Linked DNA regions of Drosophila melanogaster: regions 1, 2, 3, 4 and 6 are each linked to region 5. The links are chromatin contacts, called in public Hi-C maps. All regions are on one chromosome and are shown on one strand. Each heading gives the region's core, a stretch centred on a gene start, on an enhancer-like site or on the middle of the called end of the contact. The rest is flanking DNA. Distances are from core to core; before and after follow the strand shown.

Region 1 (2,732 bases), core at 216-2,715, 930 kb after region 5:
TTCTGTTGAATCTTGTCAGATATATATTTCATTTTTAGAATGGCAATTTAAAGTGTTTTTTATGAATTATTGTAGAATAACTGCTCGTGTACTAACTGCAACCATTTCAATTGCTACAAATCGAAGCAAGGCACATATAGTTAATAATTTTTGTTGTGTCTGCAGTTCTATCATATGTTTTACCATATATGGGGCTACGTTTAAAAACAAAGAATTACAATTCATAGTAAACAGAAACTATCATCTTATGGCGAGAACACGTTTTTCGCAACTTTGAACGATTTATATGGTTCTTAATCTGTTTTTGGAAACGATATATTCTAATTAGAAGTTTTTATAGCACAGAAAGCGATTTTCATTTACATTTGAGCTGTGGTATGAATTGCCATGCTTTTGGTTTAGTTACCGAAGCTCTTGGATTTTATAGCTGACTATACTGCGTTTATTAAAGCGTTCTTTTTTAGTTTTCAATAAAAGCTACGTGGATAGCCTGCCCTGGAAAAGTATTCGACTACCAGCGAACACTAACAATTTTTGCGAAAACCACGAGGAAATCAGCCCTACAAGCATTTGGTTATGGATCTTGGCCATTTACACGCTATCTTTTGATCGCTTTTCGGTCACATTTCACTTTTGTTGCACAAACAATAAAAAAATATTCACCAGTTTCACTTAATAAAAAAAAACGTTCATTTATTAGCGCTCGAGCGATTTATTAGCCATGTTGAGGGGCCATTTTCAGTGGATTTTAGATGGTGTGTACACGTTGATCAACTGGAGGCTGTCGTTATCTGCGGTTAAGGGAGCAGCTGCTATCTCCGTCCATATAGCCCGGTGTGGGATATACATCTTGGGACACACAGAGCCTCCTACTTGCTGGCCACGGCCTTCTTGGGCTTGGCCTGGGTGCCCTCGCGGAATCCGTTGCGGAAACGGCGGCGCACAACCTTCAGGTGCTGCATGCGACCGGTGCCGGTGGTCTTCCTCCTCTTGGCCTTCACGGACCAGTTGTCTAGTGTGCGGAGAATACAATTATTAACCTGGTTACTGGGCGGGGATTGGGGCATCTTGACTTACAGGAACGCAACTTGGCGGCGGGGTAGCCGCACTGGGCGCAAGTGGACTTCTGGATGTGGTAGGAGGAGCGGCCACAGCGACGGCACAGGGTGTGCGTCTTATTGTGGCGCTTACCAAAGCTGGAGGTACCCTTCGTCTGTAATGGAAACACGCAGGGTATTAGCAGTTCGGCTTGCACGGCACACTCAAAAAAATATAAGGGAAAACACTCGAAATAGGCTGCCTGGCTGGCAGGGCAAGTGTATTTCGGTTTAACGAGCACATTGTACGCACCATCTCTCGTGGCGAACGGTTTAAGAATCGAACGAAACTTGCAAGCTACAAATTTAGCACGTGGCTTCTAGCAAAGACGACTTCTCCGGAAGCGCAGCAAAAAGAAAAGGGAAGAAGAAGAGACGCTGGTGGTGAGCAGAGATTAGTGTGGCCGCGTTGCGCGAGTATCGATAGTTTTTGTCCGCAGGGTTGCTTAAATACCGAAAGTTGGTATTTATGGTGTAGCCATTTGGTGGCCTAGCAGCCGCAGAGTTGCCAGACGGATAGAAAATTTAATTATATACTGAACTACAAAAACACTGCATTAATGTACAGCCACTTTACGTAATTGTAGAACACATAATGTATCCGATTTAATGAACCTATTATTGTTTCTATTACAACAGTTATCAAAATTAACAGCCTCGTATCAAAAAATACCAATTACATAAATTTCTCATAACAGCGGACTTGCGCCTAACAGCACTACTATCGGCTGCCATTTCGATAGCACAACAGCACTTGGCAAGTTGGCATTTTAACAGCGACACCATATGTTAAATCAGCTGTTCCTTCAAAAGGCCAATAGATGGCGCTTATTATTGCCCGCCAATTTTGAAGTATGATTTGTATTTCGTTCATTTACAAACTTCGTTTATTGGAAATAATAAAACCAACCAGAAAGGTAAAAATCCAAATCTTGTTTAGTAAAAATATTCATTGTTTTATTTATGAAATAAATTATTATTATTTACATTGGAAATAATGCACGAAATTCAAATAATATTGCATACTGAGCGACATTTTAGCACTGGACCGCTCGACGATACACACGCGAAAACAAAATCTACAAATTACAAGACTCTAGAAATACAAATACAGGGCGATATATAATGGGTAGGTACAAAAACATAATGAAATGGTGTAGCTTGGTGAGTTGGGGCTAATAATAATATATATACTCTTTCGATCCTGTGCAGATATTTATACACTATGTTCGGTGTGGCACGCGTACTACGATATTATTTGCTGTTGCTGCTGCTGCCGATTGGAGTTTTGTGATTTGTTTTTGAATTTTTTTTTATGGATTTTTTCTTGTGGAATGGATGGGTAGTTCTATCTAGTGTAAGTGTTTACGTAACTAATTTGCGACTATGAGCAAGTCGATTGGGCTTGAGACCTCAAACGAAACCAAGTTGCACATAATTTGGCTGCAGCTGTGTGATCTGCTTGCTGGGTGAAGGGGAAATGGGGTGGAGTGACCTTCGGGGAGGTGTGGATGTGGGTGGACTTGGTGGTGCCTTGCAACTAATTACTACGCCTCGCCTTTTTGCCCTTTTTCACGCCTTTACATACAACTAATTCATAAAGAAAATTTAACTAAGAACCTTATGAAAGCTTTG
Region 2 (2,700 bases), core at 163-2,662, 810 kb before region 5:
AAATGTTTCCAACTTTTTAAGTTAGTAAGTTAAATAATTAGCAATAGAAATTAACTATTTTTTATAGGATAATCATAGCGAAATTTCTGAAAATGCACGAAATGAACAGCTGATCAAAAGTGAAGTGTAGTGCACTCTATTGAGCCATTATCGTGGCAAGTATCTTTGTGCCAACTGTTGTGCCACCTTGTACGGACAGCGTACACTTGTGACAGCGAATGCATCTTAGAGATACAGATACATCCGAAGACAAGGCACTTTGGCTGGCACTTCGGCCCAGTTTTATCAGCTCAACAGTTGAACAAAAACAATTCGCTGACCGATATGGAAGGTATAGTTGTGTTTCTTGTTCTTGTTGGTATTTTCTGTTATTGGCCCCGTTTTTGGTAAACAAGATAACACCGCACATCGTAGATTCGTTTAGTGGGGTGCTGTGGGGCTTGGGATCGCTGGGATCCTCAAAACACTTATTAATACTAAGCATTTTCTGATTGGAAATCGTCGCCAGATAACGCACGAATATATCAAAGCTAGTCCAGTACAAAGGCGAAAGAGCCGAATACCGAGTCAAAAAGAAACCAGCAAAACAAAAACAAGAAAAGCCGCAGCAGCAACAAAATACTAAAAGCAAAACAAACAGCGATAAAATCGAACAGCTAGGCACACTTGAAATACCCTATCGAAAATTGGGAAAGCCCTAACACATGGATTTAAGCCAAGTGTTCGTTAAGCCCTGAGTAAATGCATCGAGTTTAATAGCGGCAAGGGAAGCTATATGGACTCTATATGACTTTATGGTTAAAATATAAGCTGCTTGTAACTATCGCATTTATGTAAGTTTTAGTATGAATTTTGGTATACGGCCAAGAAAATGAGTAATAAAACCTGGTACCAATTTTCACCACCATCCGATTGGTAATACCCGAGTTACGATAGGTAAGTTTTGCATATCCCGCTCTCTTTTCGCTGTGGGCCACACCCTCTTTTCAAAGGGGCATGCAGTCGCAATGTCTCGATCTCAGCGAAAGGGTAGCGCCAGTGTCAGCAGAGGCGGAGCAGAGGAGCAGCAGTGGGGGCACCATATACAATGTACATATGCACAAGAAGCCGGTCTTTTTTGTCTCTGTTTTTGTTTTTGTGTTCGCTTTGTTTTTTTCTCTTTTTTTTTTTTTTTTTTGTTAGCATCTTGTTGTGATCGCAACGCTGCTCCGCTGGCTTGTTTTTGCGGCGCATTTAATGAATGCGCCCCGTTCACCCCTCCCCTAATACTTCACACACACCACACACCGTACACCAAACGCCATACACCATACACCATACACCACACACCACCTCACCCCACCCACCAGTTTGCTGCGCAGTCGGCGTCGACGCAGCGGCATTGCGTTTAAAATGTCGCAGCGACGGCGCTGCGGAGCTCAGTCTAGCAGCAAAAGTCCAGCGATACGGTTCCAAAGCGATCTGATCTCAGTTTCGATTTGAATCCCCCGATCTGGAATTTCGAATTTTGGATTGTACTGCAGTGCATTGAAGTGCCTACACAACTTTTTTTTTCGCACCCACTCTAGTCACTTGGAGAGAGCACACTGTATATAGTTGGAATATATATATATTAGTATATATCAACGAGATGTCGCAGCCACTCAAGTTCTACTTCGATTTCCTGAACCAATCGAGCCGGGCGCTCTACATCCTCCTGGAGGCCTCCAAGATCCCCTTCGAGGCCATACCCATATCGATGCTCAAAGGTGAGTAGTACTCGCTGTTAAGAAGGGAGTGGTGGTGGGCAGGGAGTACGTGAGCGGTGGCACACACAGCCACATCTATAAGACCAGCCACATCTATAAGGGCCCAAAGGTCGAACCAACCGACCAACCGACCAACCGACCAACCGACCGACCGACGAACACATTCCTATGCATTTATGCTGCCCTTTGTTTTCGATATTTTTCGAGTCGGCGAGTGAGTTTCCAAATAAATTTTCCGCTCGTTAAAAATTCCACAATCCAAACGAAAAGTTTCCAAGGCGAAAGCGGGCAGACGTCGTTTTTGAAATAGTGTCACTCCATTCGAAAACAATTGAGGAACTGTGGAACATGGCGAGATTAGACGAACATATGTATTGTACATACATATGTACATATGAGTTCAATGCAAACGTGATTGTTCTCAAAAATAATTTCTTAGCAAATGATAGATAAGATTAAAAGGAATCCCGAAACGAACGTGAGGATTCCTTAGAAAGTGTGTGCAAAATAATTATATTTTTTTTTTTTGCAGAAGTGTTCGAGCATTATTGAGCAGTCGCACTTTGAACGTGTTTACAGATAATCTTAGCCTTTGGGGGCATCCAAAAAAAAAAAAGAAAACCGGCTAATTGCCTTCTATTCACGCTTTTATCGCAGGGCAAACAAACTACAAACTCAAATATGGGTTTCAAAAATATACAATATATGTACATACTATATATTATTCTTGATTCAATAGTATAGATTCAGTACTGTACCTTAAATTCGCAGTGCACTTTGCTCGTGTTTACTCCGCACGAGAATTTAGAAACCGATCTTTGCGCTGGTTTTATCACCTGCTCGCCAAACTGGGACACTTATCAAATTTTCGATGAGATCCAGCGTTTTGTTAGCCACTTTGTTATTTCCATTACCATTCGCTTGAGTTTTGTTTTCCTTCATCATTTGTTGG
Region 3 (2,755 bases), core at 34-2,533, 740 kb after region 5:
ATATGTACATACATATATCTCATGTATGCAACGTAAGCGGAACTCAAGGCCAAAAAAGAGGCCCTCTACCTTTCTCCTCCCTCGACCACTCAAACACTCTTGCAAAGCGAGCTCTATGCAAATGAGTGCTCTCTTTCTCTTACATCGATCGCGTTACAGTTGCATTTGCATTGAGAGAAATTAAATGAAAAGGAGAGAGTTACAGTGGGCCTGATATCCAGTTTTATACAGTATAGCATATAGTTTGGTATTATATAGATGTGGGATACTTGTTATTCAATAGTTGATTGCATTTCGAACTTATCTTATGTACACTCGCATGTAATGTGCTTTTTTTATTCGCATAACATTTCAAACAGCATTTTTAATGCACCACACACACTATATCTCGCTCTTGCTCTGCCCCCCGCCCACATCTACAGTTGAGCTCACAATTATAGCACCACAGGCTTATTAATTGTGAATATTGAAAGTATAATGGCTAATTAAATTAGTAAACGTGCTATAATGGATCACTAATGTATTATCTGTTAAGTTTGGTATAACCAGTCTTAAATATAAATCATGTTTCTATGATAGAGATCTTCGAAATGTTAACGTTTCGGATCATTTTTTTTTTTAAATAAAGCGTAAAGAACTACGTGGGGCTTTAAAGGTTATTTTAAAAACTAAATGATAAGATCTACTTATGTAAATAATAAAAGATACTGACTTCGTTTGTCTCAACTTTCTCTTGAGACTTATAAAGAAGCCCAACGATCAATAAGTAATTTCTGTGTAATGCCAAGAGAAGATTTTATGATATTTTGCGTACAGATGTTGGATATGCTAAAAGTTCGAACTAGCCTGTGCGGGAGCATGCAAAATGTGTGCGTTTCGCGCAAACGAGTCGTCGTACTTTCTTGGTGCTGTTTTGTGTTGAACTTTGGACCCTGGCTCAGCCCCCTTCCCCTTATGACCGTTGAAAGCGGGACCAAAACAAACTCCAAAATGTTTATCTCAGCAAACCAGTTTTTCTCAACTTCATTAAGACGGTTGCATGTGAGTTTTTGGCTTCGTTTTTCGTTGCTTTTTTGTTTTATTATTATACGTCTGTTTTTCTTTTCATTTGCTGCAGCTCCAACTTGTTTATCTTGGCTATTTTCGAGCTTGGTTATGGGTGGGATTTAGATTTCAGAGGTGAACCCAACAGCCTTTTCAGTTGTTTTATCAGTTTTTAGTGGGGGGATTTGCCACAGGTTACAGTTTTTCGTCTATCACTCACGCAAACACCTGCGCACTAATTCGGTAATCTGTTGTGCTCAGTGTTCGCTGGGGAACTGCCACCAACTTGATGCTCTGTCCTAAAAAAAGGGTGCCGTGGAGCGCGGAGGTGGCGGGTCTGAACGTCTTTGCAACGTGCTCTCTTGAAAAGAGAGGTAGATGGTGAGCGAACACGCTGCTTGCGGGGGTGGGTTTAGACATCAGTAATGGTTATTTAGCCATTTTTTTTTTAATTCTATATTTTTATTTTTATTTTATAACAAATATTTAATAGATAGATAGAAAGTGACAGTATTACATTTTGTCATATTTCATGATTCCTAAAATCATGTTTAGTACCAATATTAATCATTACATATTATTAAATGGGTTTTTTAACCTCAAAAAGAAGCTTTCAATTCCTATTTAAAACAGATCTATTTATTAAGTTCCTCTAAGCCTAAGTTGTTCTTTAGGATAAAATGTGATCCATAAAGCTTAAAAACCAAAAGCTTTATAACAATTGAAGCGTTAATAACAATGTTGCACATGTGCGCTACCTGTTGGTCAATTGCCATTACTCGGCACAACATCCAGGTGGCGCTGTTTTTGTTAAATAATTAATTTTTTTTATTACATTTTGTTAATATGAGAAAAATACAGTACGACGTAAAATGTAGTTAAATATTATTTTCACTTATTTTGACAATTTATGGGGCATATCTTTCCATTGACCACCAAACAACATCCTGATAACCGTAAAATTCGATCAGTTGCCTGAGAGTCGACCGCACAGAAAGGACACAGTACAAGTTGATAACCGGGATCAAAGTCTTGAACAAGAAGCCGTTGCCTATAGTCCTGTTCACTAAGGCATCTGACAGCACCAATAATATATCGATGGATGTAATGGTGGCATAAATCACAAACCATGGACCAATGTAATGCGGCTTGAGCTGGATTCAAATAATGTTTACAATATATTAATGGAATTCAAAGAAGTTTTTGAATAGATATCGTTTTTTTTTTTTTTGTATATGATATTTTTAGTACTCACGGTGGCCAAGGCGTATAGCAGTATTGTCCACGCCGTTAACATTAAAATGCATCCGATGATACGAAAGCGGCGCAATTGCTTGTATTTGAAATTCTTTACCTTCCTTAGCCGATGCGACTTCTTCAGATGCGCCTTCTTGAACAAAATGCTTATGAATTCTAGACAATTGTGAGTCTGTGTTGAGATAGGTGTAATAAATGCACATCTGAAATATAAAGCAATTTGCATATACGCACCGATCCAATGATACTAATGCCCAGAGCATAGTAGAACATGAGGGGGAATATCTGCTCGGAGAACCAAAACAATCTGCCTGCACGCTGATTGTTCGCATCGAAATTAGGCGGGAACTTCCAGATGGAGTATGTTCTGCAGGTGGGTAAGGGTATATCCATATACCTGTGCGCAATGTAGCATAGCACATCACTGAGACACCTTTTGGTATACATGGCGAAC
Region 4 (2,845 bases), core at 193-2,692, 860 kb after region 5:
TGCGAAATATCACAAACAAGTCGAAAGTCCAACTAGAATTTTTGTTGTCGTTGCTGCTGACGGTGAGACCCCAAGAGCCCCTTAGCATAAGTGCTGCCCGCTTTAGTTAGTTTCCAGCCAAATCTAGCTTTATTCGACAGCGGTAATTGGTATTGTCTAGTAAATGCATTAAGTATTTGTTTTTTCAGGGATCTGTGCTTTTACGATCGGCAAACTTAGGCTGGGATCAATATTGAGAAGAAAACTAGTAACATTATTTTAGCTATAATTAAAGTGCAAGTTTAGCTTAACTTTTGGTCAGATCGAGCAGCACTGCCAGTGCCAGTGGCGTTGCCATTGGGTCTGCTTTGCTTTTCCTCTTGTCAAAACGAGCCCCCTTTTGTTGACGGCGCCTCTGCGGCTGCAGCCTACGTGCGGTGGCCTTTTTGCCGTCAGCCACCGCTCTCTCTCTCCTCACTCTATCTCTCTTGCGCTCTCTATTGCGTTGGCCAAGATTGTTTTATTATTATGTAAATTTTAAGCGAACTTTGAACGCAACGCGTCACGAGGGCAAAGTGCCGGCCTTTTTGCTTTTCTTATTGCTAGGTCATGGTTGTTGTTGCTGTGATTTCGATTATTGAACGACCGGCAATCAATTTATATCAATTGAGCTTAATTTCTGGCCAATTAAACGAAAAAAAAGTTGAACAAAAAAAAGTTGTTTCTGCCCTCTATGTGCGTTTCGAGTTCGAATTGCAACTCGAAATAAAATGGCGAAGCAAAGTCAAAAAAGCAACGGTTTCGGTTTCGATTACGGCTTCGAGTGCATATGGTCGCTGCAATTGTTGTTGCTATTTACCTCCTCCTTCACCGGTCGTTTATTCTCTATATGTGCCGTTAGGCGCGCCAAAGTAACGGGACTTGAGCGAGTTCAATGCACCCGGAGGAGGTCTTATTTTCATTTTCTTCTGTTTTCCTTTGCTGCACTTACCTTTTACTTTGCCATAGACATCCTGGGACTTGTCCCATGCCGCATTTACCACGGGCAATTTGATGATCCTCTCGAGGGACTCAAGGTGCGGCAGAAGGTCCTTGGCATCCTTGGGCTGGTCCACATCGTTCATCGCCGTTCCATTGCCAGTTGTTCCGTTCCCGGTGGCGTGTTTCTGCTCTGCACTGGCCATGATCAGTTTTCTTTGGTTCCTCTTGCGCTGCTTTCTGCTGCCCTTTTCACTTTTTCTTTCTGTCTTTCGCTATCAAGCTCTTCCGCTTGCCACCGCACTTTTCTTTTCGCCTCTTGCTTCTTTTCTTTCACGAACAAAAAAACAGCTTAACCTGCGAGTGAGTGTGTGAATGTAGGGTATGCGTGTGTCTGCGTTCTGGAAGCACTCTGTTTTATTTTATTCCTAGCACTTTTTGGCACGTCTGCTCACGTCTGCTCGTTGGGACTCTCTGACTGATTTGCGAGCTGCGCGGCTGGTTTATTATATGAGCGAGTGCCGCCGCCAGTGTTGCCAGCGCCGAGCAACAAAAAGCTATGAGCAACAGTGATGCCGCAGGTGGCAAGAAGTGGATGAGGAAATTTTAGTCAAATAGCTAAAAAGTACAGTTTTTACCAATAGAGCTTACTTTTTGTTCAAACCGCAGTGTGTTTTTTCCAAGATTTATGCCTAGTCAAGGGTCATGTGGCTATAATACACTTTGTATTATTAAAATTTAACCATGAGCTTTGACAAGCACGATTACTACAAAATATAATTATAATATTAAAATCTTCGAACTTGTGTACTTAACCATACACAAATTTGTTTATCAAAAATGTTGAGTAATAAATAATAATAATGTAATAAAATATCGCAGACAGTGAAAAAACAGTGCTAAACAAATAAAAAGGTTAAAATAACCAAATAATATAAATGAGCTTAGGAACATTTCTTTGCAACATATATCTTGAAAATAGCTAGATCGTTTGCTGCTGTAAGATAGCTTCGCTGCGAAGAGAGCAGAGCGCCAAAGCAGTATCAGCGAGAGTTTGAGATTAGGACTCTCTTTGAGGACCCCATATACAGTTTGTCAAGAAACTGTTTACATACTGTGAAATAAGTTGAATTTTTGACTTTAAAGCTAAAATTAAAGGTTTTTTGCTTAATTAAACGCAATTTTTTTTATAAAATTTAATTAAACAATATTTATTTTACTTATAAATCAAAAAACAAATATTAAAATATTAAATATACAAGAAAATAAACAACATAATCCAAGTTTACACACCTTTGAGACTGTCAAGAAACTCTTTACACATTTTGTTTTCCTACTTTGTTTTGTTCTTTTTCTTAGAACGAACTCGATTTTTCCGTTATTTTTGGCTTTGCATTGCTTTTTACAACGCTTCTAATGAAATTTGTTTGACTTTGCTTGAAGCGAATTATTATTTTATATTTAATTAAATTATATTTAATTTATTTTTTGATTTATAAGTAAAATAAATACTGTTTAATTTTATTTTATACAAAAATTGCGTTTAATTAAGCAAAAAACACTTAATTTTTAGCTTTAAAGTCAAAAATTCAACTTATTTCACAGTGTGTAAACAGTTTCTTGACAAACTGTAATTATAATATGAATAAATGTACTATAGTTTTTGAACAGTACACTTAAATTGTTATGATGAATTATTATAGTACAAACGCTTTGTTTGAAATAAGTACAATTGTGTACTATATCTGTTTTAAATGAAACTTAAAATAGTTTTGAAACAATTTTCATTATCTTTATTTTCGAGGTAAAACATAATTAGAAAATCAGGTGAAAGAATGTACCATTATCAAATTATAAACAATTCTTCTATCATGATCAAACTAATTTT
Region 5 (2,820 bases), core at 70-2,569:
AATATTATTCGCTTATCACAAAGATATGAGCAGAGTAAACATTCAATTGATCTGCGCACTTAAAGTGATAAAGAGCCACATTTTTGTCGTTTTAATTTTACCACTTATCAAATAGATATGAACAAAATGAAAATGGACTATTAATTTTGTTTATACTCTATATCTATATCCATACAATTTCACACTATGAAATCTCATAAGAATAGTATAAATATGTATAGATTTACTCGCATTTCCGTAATGTCTGCACTTGAAAAGTCGCAACATTTTCTCTGTGTCTTTCGCAATGAACTTACCTTTGGCCACCTTGCAGAGCACGATTCCATACCAAGAGGCGACAGGCGTCTCATTCTCGTCCTGCGTCTCCAGGAAACTGCTACCGTTGCGCGGGATGACCAGCCGCTGGGATTGGTTTTGGATTTGGCTGTGACTATGGCTGTGATTGCGATGCGGCGGCGATGGGTGGTTGGTCAGTGGGCAGTCGAGCTCCTCCAGAGCGTCCACGTCGAGGTCGTTGTCACCGGTGTCGGCTGCTGCGGCCGCTGCTGCTGCGTTAGCTGCGGCCGCCTCGGCTGCGGCGCTGCTGCGGATCTCGACCACGAAACCGCACTCGACGACGGCGCAAAAGATGCGCTGCTCCTCGGGCTTGAACCACTTGGATTCGCGCAGCTTTTGCACTGCCACACTGCTGCCGAATGTGGCGCCCACGGTGCCGCCAGCAATTCCATTCTTTTGCCCGCTGGGCGGCAGTAGGCGGTGGGCGGTGCCGGTTGTGGGATTCTGATGCTGCTGCAGTGGCGGTGGCCAATTGGAGGTGGGCGAGCTGGGCGCCGATTGGGAGTAACCGCTGGCAGGTGGCGCCACCGGTTGGTTGTTGTGACCCTGCAGTGGCCACCATTTCAGCGAGCTGACAAAGCTGTTCGAACGGTTCATTGTGGGCGTTGTTGGGCCTGAAGCGCCCAACTTTCACTCGAAAAAAAATTAATGAAATTCGAAATGCACTTTTCCGCGCGTTTTCCGGAATAACTTTTCTCTCGCTGTTTGCGTTGGATTTTATTTAAATTTGTTGTGTTGTGTTTTGTTCTGTGCTTCTTTCAATTTGCTCTGTTTTTTTTTTTTACGCTTCGATTCGCTGCTGCTGCTTCTTTCGGTTTCTTATGTTATCTGTTTCAGTTTCTTTTTGAGTTTGCCACACTGCACACGAAGTTCGAGTTGTTTCGGTTTGGGTTTTTGGTTTCTGTTTCTGGCTTTTCGTGTTTTTCGCTGCTGCTCTTCAGATATTCCGCCTTATCCGCTCGTCGGTTTGCTTTTTACAAATACAAATGTTTTCGGGCACGTCGCTTTATATGGCTCTGCTCGAGCTCTGCCCAAGCTCTGCCGACTTTGCTCTCATCGGCGCTCTTCGCTCTGCTCACGCACTGTTAACCGAACGTTAACAGTGCAAGAGAGCGCCAGCTCTCAATGTTGCATTTGTTTACAGTACATTGGCCGAAATGCAGCAACATATGCAATGAATTCAGGATTTAAATATGCAAAATTTGTTATCTCCAACAATGTAGGTTTTTAAAAAATGTATTAAGTGCTTGCGAAAGTACAACGAGCTTGCCGCTCGAGCGCGAAAGACTAGCAATATGTTAATTTATTAATCATAAAGTAAATTAAATCTGAACTATCCACAAACAATGTCCATAACTGTTCTGTGCATATGACTGTGCATTTGCATTACTTTTTAGTGTGCAACTCAATAAGAAAATAAGTTTTTTAAAAAACTTGTTGTTTGCTATATGATGTTTACCTGGATCATTGATATTCAATTACAACTTGGTATTAAATCTTTAAGTCTTGCGCCCAAAACTGCTTTTCTAGTCCACTGTTCATATTACAGTCATGAAATTCATGTTGCAAAAAAACCAAGAGTAGATCAAATGGTAAAGTTGCTCATATGTCTTCAACTAATCGGATAGGAAATACTAATTTCTGCTTTTTGAAGCAAACTATAAATTGCAGTTTAGGAAAATGCAAACCGCAACTACTAAGATAGTTATTGAATTCCAACACCCAAGGGACTGAGTCTAAAGATAACTTAACGGAGAGCGATATTATTTATAACCGAAGCCGGTTTATTTCAGAGAGGAATCTCAATCTCGCTGAGGCTCTCTGTCTGTCTCTCTTTCCCTCTCTCTCTCCGCCTTTCGAACTGTGAACTGTGGTGAGTATGGCATTCCGCTATGCTGTTTCGCCATTCTCTTCCCCCGCAAACGGCGCGCCAACTAAATAATTATCTATTTTACGGCTATAAGGCCAATATTTCGATCCTTGTGTGGCTCGTGCGGCGACATCCTTCGAGTGGAACCGACTGGATTATGGCCCCCCAATTATGAGCATTATTTGTTGGGCTTTCGTCAACGTCGCAGTTATTCGTCACGAAGCCCAATTGTAGACAAAAACGTCACTGGCCAGGTGAATTGATTGATGCGAATGGAGGTTTATTGCTTAATGGTTTGTTTTCGATTCGGTTCGATCTCAAACGAAACATGTGATCGAGCACGGGCAACACTCGATAGTATGTATGAAATGACAAAATTAACGAACAAACCCCCTCATTTCGTTCGAAGAACTTGTTACAATTCAATAGGTTATCTTATCGATTGATAAATAGCAATAAGAACAAATTGTCCTAGTCTTAAAATGAAAATCTAAAAAAAAAATCACTTAATTATATATAATTAATTAATCTTCCTGCTTCCGCACTTTTAATCCAAAGACATTCGAAAATTTGGTTGCAAATTCTTGTGTGCAATAAATTGATTGCCTTACGGA
Region 6 (2,813 bases), core at 34-2,533, 810 kb after region 5:
CAAGTTACGTTTCTACAGCTGCGTTCATAAAAAAAAAACAAGAGGAACACTAAGAAATACAAAGGTATTTTTTCATTTTTCCATTATTTTTTGTAAAATGGCTAAGAATTGATTCATACAAAATGAAATAGAGGTAATGCCAGCACTCTTCCGTTTTAAACCGGCGTAGGTGTAAAGCTGTGTTGACTAACAAAAACTATCCAACCAAGTATTAGATCCTAGTTAACTTAAAAAAAAAGAAAAATTAAGTTCGTTCTAAGTCAAGTTGAATTTTGTTAATATTTTTTCATAGCACTGCTATTTCAGTGAACACCACAATTTCTCCCTATTATGTTGTTTTAATCTATATTTTCGAAACTATTGAAGAAATAAAAATGAAACATTTCTTGAATTGTTTGAATTTAAATACGAAATGATATTATAAAAAAAAAAATTGACCATTAAAACTGTGAATCATTGGAATTTTTTATCTTAAACTCGCAGGTCCAAAGCTCTGCTCTTTTACGATCACAGCTGTAAAGAATACGTATACGTATTCTTTTTGATTGGCAGTTTTAGACAAGATTTCAGTTTATATTCATTCAAAAGCTTAAATTCATTTCTTTTGCTATTGTAGGGGATGCAAGGTTATTCTACGTTATTAACTGTGAATAATAGGGAATGTTTTAAGCAGGTGTCCCCAGCACTCTTTTTTTATGAACACAGCCGAACGAAGAAGTCAGCTCAGCTATCTGCTGAATGTCTGCTGAATGTAAGCTGAATGCGAGTGTATGAAAGAGAGAGAGAGAGAGAGAAAGAGAGTAAGTCGGGAGAGATACACTGCGAAAAACTATTCCACTTTCACTATTCCCCAACATTAAATAAACAATGATTAGGTTTTTATAAATGAGTCATTTTTCGGAGATATTTAAAATAAATAATTAATTAAAATAGTTAGAAAAGCTATTGATCATATGATTCTCCCAAGATATTGTTACAAAAATATATATAGGCTCCATGCGATTTAATTTTTGTTGGTAATTTAAAAATGCTCTTTAGGATAAATATCGTTGAATATTAAACAAAAACTTTCTGTACAAAATATTTAGAATGTTTAAATATTAAACAATAGTTATTCTTAAATATTTTTCATTTACATTTAATCATTTTCATATTTTTCATTTCATCAATTTAATACATGAGTTGAATACTAGGTCGCAGTGTACTATACCGAGAGAGAGTGAGAAAGAATCGTGGAATCGGAACACGGGCGATCAGACGGCCCGATCGACGAGACGGTAGCTTTAGAGCTAAACGAACTGCCATCCGGTAAACACGTCTCACAACGTTATTTGTGTTGAATATATATATATTTTTTTGTTGTGGCTCTTTTTTTTTAATTTCTGCGGCCCCTAAAGTTCGACGATCGTGAGAAGGGAAAAAGAGTGTGAAGTGACCTAAGCGGTTTTGAAATATCTATCTTGGCAAAACGAAAACAAATTTGTTAAAGCACATATAAACAAAAACAAAATAACAAAAATAAAAGTGAAGCAAAGGTGAAGAAGACCAGAATGAATTCGCGACGGATTGCTCTGGTCCTCCTAATCGGCATAATCGTTTCGTTTTCTGGCCATGATGCACTAACCTATCCGGAGCGCTTCGATCGCCTGCCCACTTGGGGTGGTCATTCCCAAATTGGTGGGCCGCTGCTGGATACCGCCCACCGGGAGAATCGTGAGAAAAGGGAGAATAGGGTGGACCTGTGCCGGCACTGTTTCTGCATTCATCTCAAGGCAATCTGTGATTACAAGCTTAACAAAACGGTGAGTTTTTCGGTTTCGGTTTTGGTTTCGTGTCATATCATGTCACCTACACCTATGTATGTATGTTTAACTCATCGAACCGCAGCCGCACTAAACGGTTTTAAATATCACTTAATTGGTCATCGATTCGATTAGTCATCGCTACTGGTGCGTCTCAATAACACTCTTGGCACTAAGTTGTCTAATTGAGAATGGGTTAGCATGGGTTAACAGGTACGAAACTAATGTAGTTTTGCTTATTGCTCCATAATTCTATTAAATTATTGAACATTCACATAAAATGGAACAGTCTAGAACAACTTAGAAGTAGAACTTCCTCCAATAAAACACATGAGTTCATATATGTATTTACATTTATATATATAACGGTTAGGTTTAAAGGAAATTGTACCTTCTACTTCGGCCACTCTGAAATTCGTTAACCTTGTTTTTCCAATTAGCGAAAAATTGGAAGGCTTTTGTCTGTTTTGGTGTGACATTTTTGAATGGACTTCATTATACTGTCTGACTTAAAACGTTGCCAATTGTTAGCATTTTGAGTGTGCTTTTGGAATGATTGCATTATAATAATATAAAATTTATATGATGCGTGGAATCGCAGCAGAATTATAATCAAAAAATTATGTAAAGAATCCAAATCACACCACAAAATGTGTATACAAGATATTCACTGTATATTCTCCATATACTTCAAAGATATTATCGCCTTGAAAAGAAAACATTTTTTTTCGCTTAATATGTAAAATGTAAGGTATTTGACCGTGGTATTTTTTTTTTTTTTTTGCGAAAATTATAGTTTTCCGGACTTGAGAAAATGCGCTCTCCCAGCACTTTTTGAAATGTAATGAAAATGAATGAAAGAGTAAACTGAAATGAAAGAAGACGGCGCCGTTGCCCCGCCCTCTTCCGCTTGCCGCCCCCTCTTCTACAATGTGGAACGCCCCACCCCAACCGCCTTCCATGCCCCACCAACCCGTTCAACAGGTTATGCTAATGAATCAGGTGTGCGCT

Evidence for each region. Hi-C and Micro-C count contacts between places; a contact is called where the count stands out from the background.
Region 1: a Hi-C map of the Kc167 cell line shows a contact between it and region 5, with 2.7 times the contacts expected there. The contact joins the promoter of RpL37-1 here to the promoter of l(1)G0469 in region 5. A contact is called at or near these places in 7 of 107 Hi-C or Micro-C datasets (the Kc167 cell line, embryo and wing imaginal disc).
Region 2: a contact with region 5 is called in a Hi-C map of the Kc167 cell line, with 2.3 times the contacts expected there. The contact joins the promoter of GstT4 here to the promoter of l(1)G0469 in region 5. A contact is called at or near these places in 3 of 107 Hi-C or Micro-C datasets (the Kc167 cell line and wing imaginal disc).
Region 3: a Hi-C map of the Kc167 cell line shows a contact between it and region 5, with 4 times the contacts expected there. The contact joins the promoter of pdgy here to the promoter of l(1)G0469 in region 5. A contact is called at or near these places in 3 of 107 Hi-C or Micro-C datasets (the Kc167 cell line, eye imaginal disc and wing imaginal disc) and 2 of 6 datasets of contacts at active chromatin or transcription factors (both in the Kc167 cell line).
Region 4: a Hi-C map of the Kc167 cell line shows a contact between it and region 5, with 8 times the contacts expected there. The contact joins the promoter of Lsd-2 here to the promoter of l(1)G0469 in region 5. A contact is called at or near these places in 2 of 107 Hi-C or Micro-C datasets (both in the Kc167 cell line) and 2 of 6 datasets of contacts at active chromatin or transcription factors (both in the Kc167 cell line).
Region 6: a contact with region 5 is called in a Hi-C map of the Kc167 cell line, with 2.4 times the contacts expected there. The contact joins the promoter of be here to the promoter of l(1)G0469 in region 5. A contact is called at or near these places in 4 of 107 Hi-C or Micro-C datasets (the Kc167 cell line and eye imaginal disc) and 1 of 6 datasets of contacts at active chromatin or transcription factors (the Kc167 cell line).

What each region holds. Positions count from the first base shown.
Region 1 is chrX:15,137,902-15,140,633 of dm6, forward strand. It overlaps RpL37-1 (Ribosomal protein L37-1), which reads right to left and starts at 1,466. Exons shown (of 3, transcript NM_132777.3): 1 at 1,351-1,466; 2 at 1,078-1,213; 3 at 1-1,012. The coding sequence starts at 1,353. The coding sequence ends at 870. CG9095 reads right to left here. Exons shown (of 10, transcript NM_132778.2): 10 at 2,036-2,732.
Region 2 is chrX:13,403,337-13,406,036 of dm6, forward strand. It overlaps GstT4 (Glutathione S transferase T4), which reads left to right and starts at 1,413. Exons shown (of 4, transcript NM_132658.2): 1 at 1,413-1,748. The coding sequence starts at 1,631.
Region 3 is chrX:14,952,249-14,955,003 of dm6, forward strand. pdgy (pudgy) reads right to left here and starts at 1,284. Exons shown (of 7, transcript NM_001298328.1): 1 at 1,265-1,284. It overlaps CG9030, which reads right to left. Exons shown (of 3, transcript NM_167422.3): 1 at 2,536-2,755; 2 at 2,300-2,473; 3 at 1,875-2,198. The coding sequence starts at 2,748. The coding sequence ends at 1,953. It overlaps lncRNA:CR44831 (long non-coding RNA:CR44831), which reads right to left and starts at 1,449. Exons shown (of 1, transcript NR_123907.1): 1 at 97-1,449.
Region 4 is chrX:15,074,778-15,077,622 of dm6, forward strand. Lsd-2 (Lipid storage droplet-2) reads right to left here and starts at 1,443. Exons shown (of 6, transcript NM_001298333.1): 1 at 971-1,443. The coding sequence starts at 1,163. It overlaps lncRNA:CR44662 (long non-coding RNA:CR44662), which reads right to left. Exons shown (of 1, transcript NR_123908.1): 1 at 2,721-2,845.
Region 5 is chrX:14,210,138-14,212,957 of dm6, forward strand. l(1)G0469 (lethal (1) G0469) reads right to left here and starts at 1,320. Exons shown (of 3, transcript NM_001272614.1): 1 at 297-1,320. The coding sequence starts at 933. The region is part of intron 2 of Prp16 (pre-mRNA processing factor 16); the gene reads left to right.
Region 6 is chrX:15,023,153-15,025,965 of dm6, forward strand. It overlaps be (ben), which reads left to right and starts at 1,284. Exons shown (of 7, transcript NM_167424.2): 1 at 1,284-1,802. The coding sequence starts at 1,551. The region is part of intron 13 of hiw (highwire); the gene reads right to left.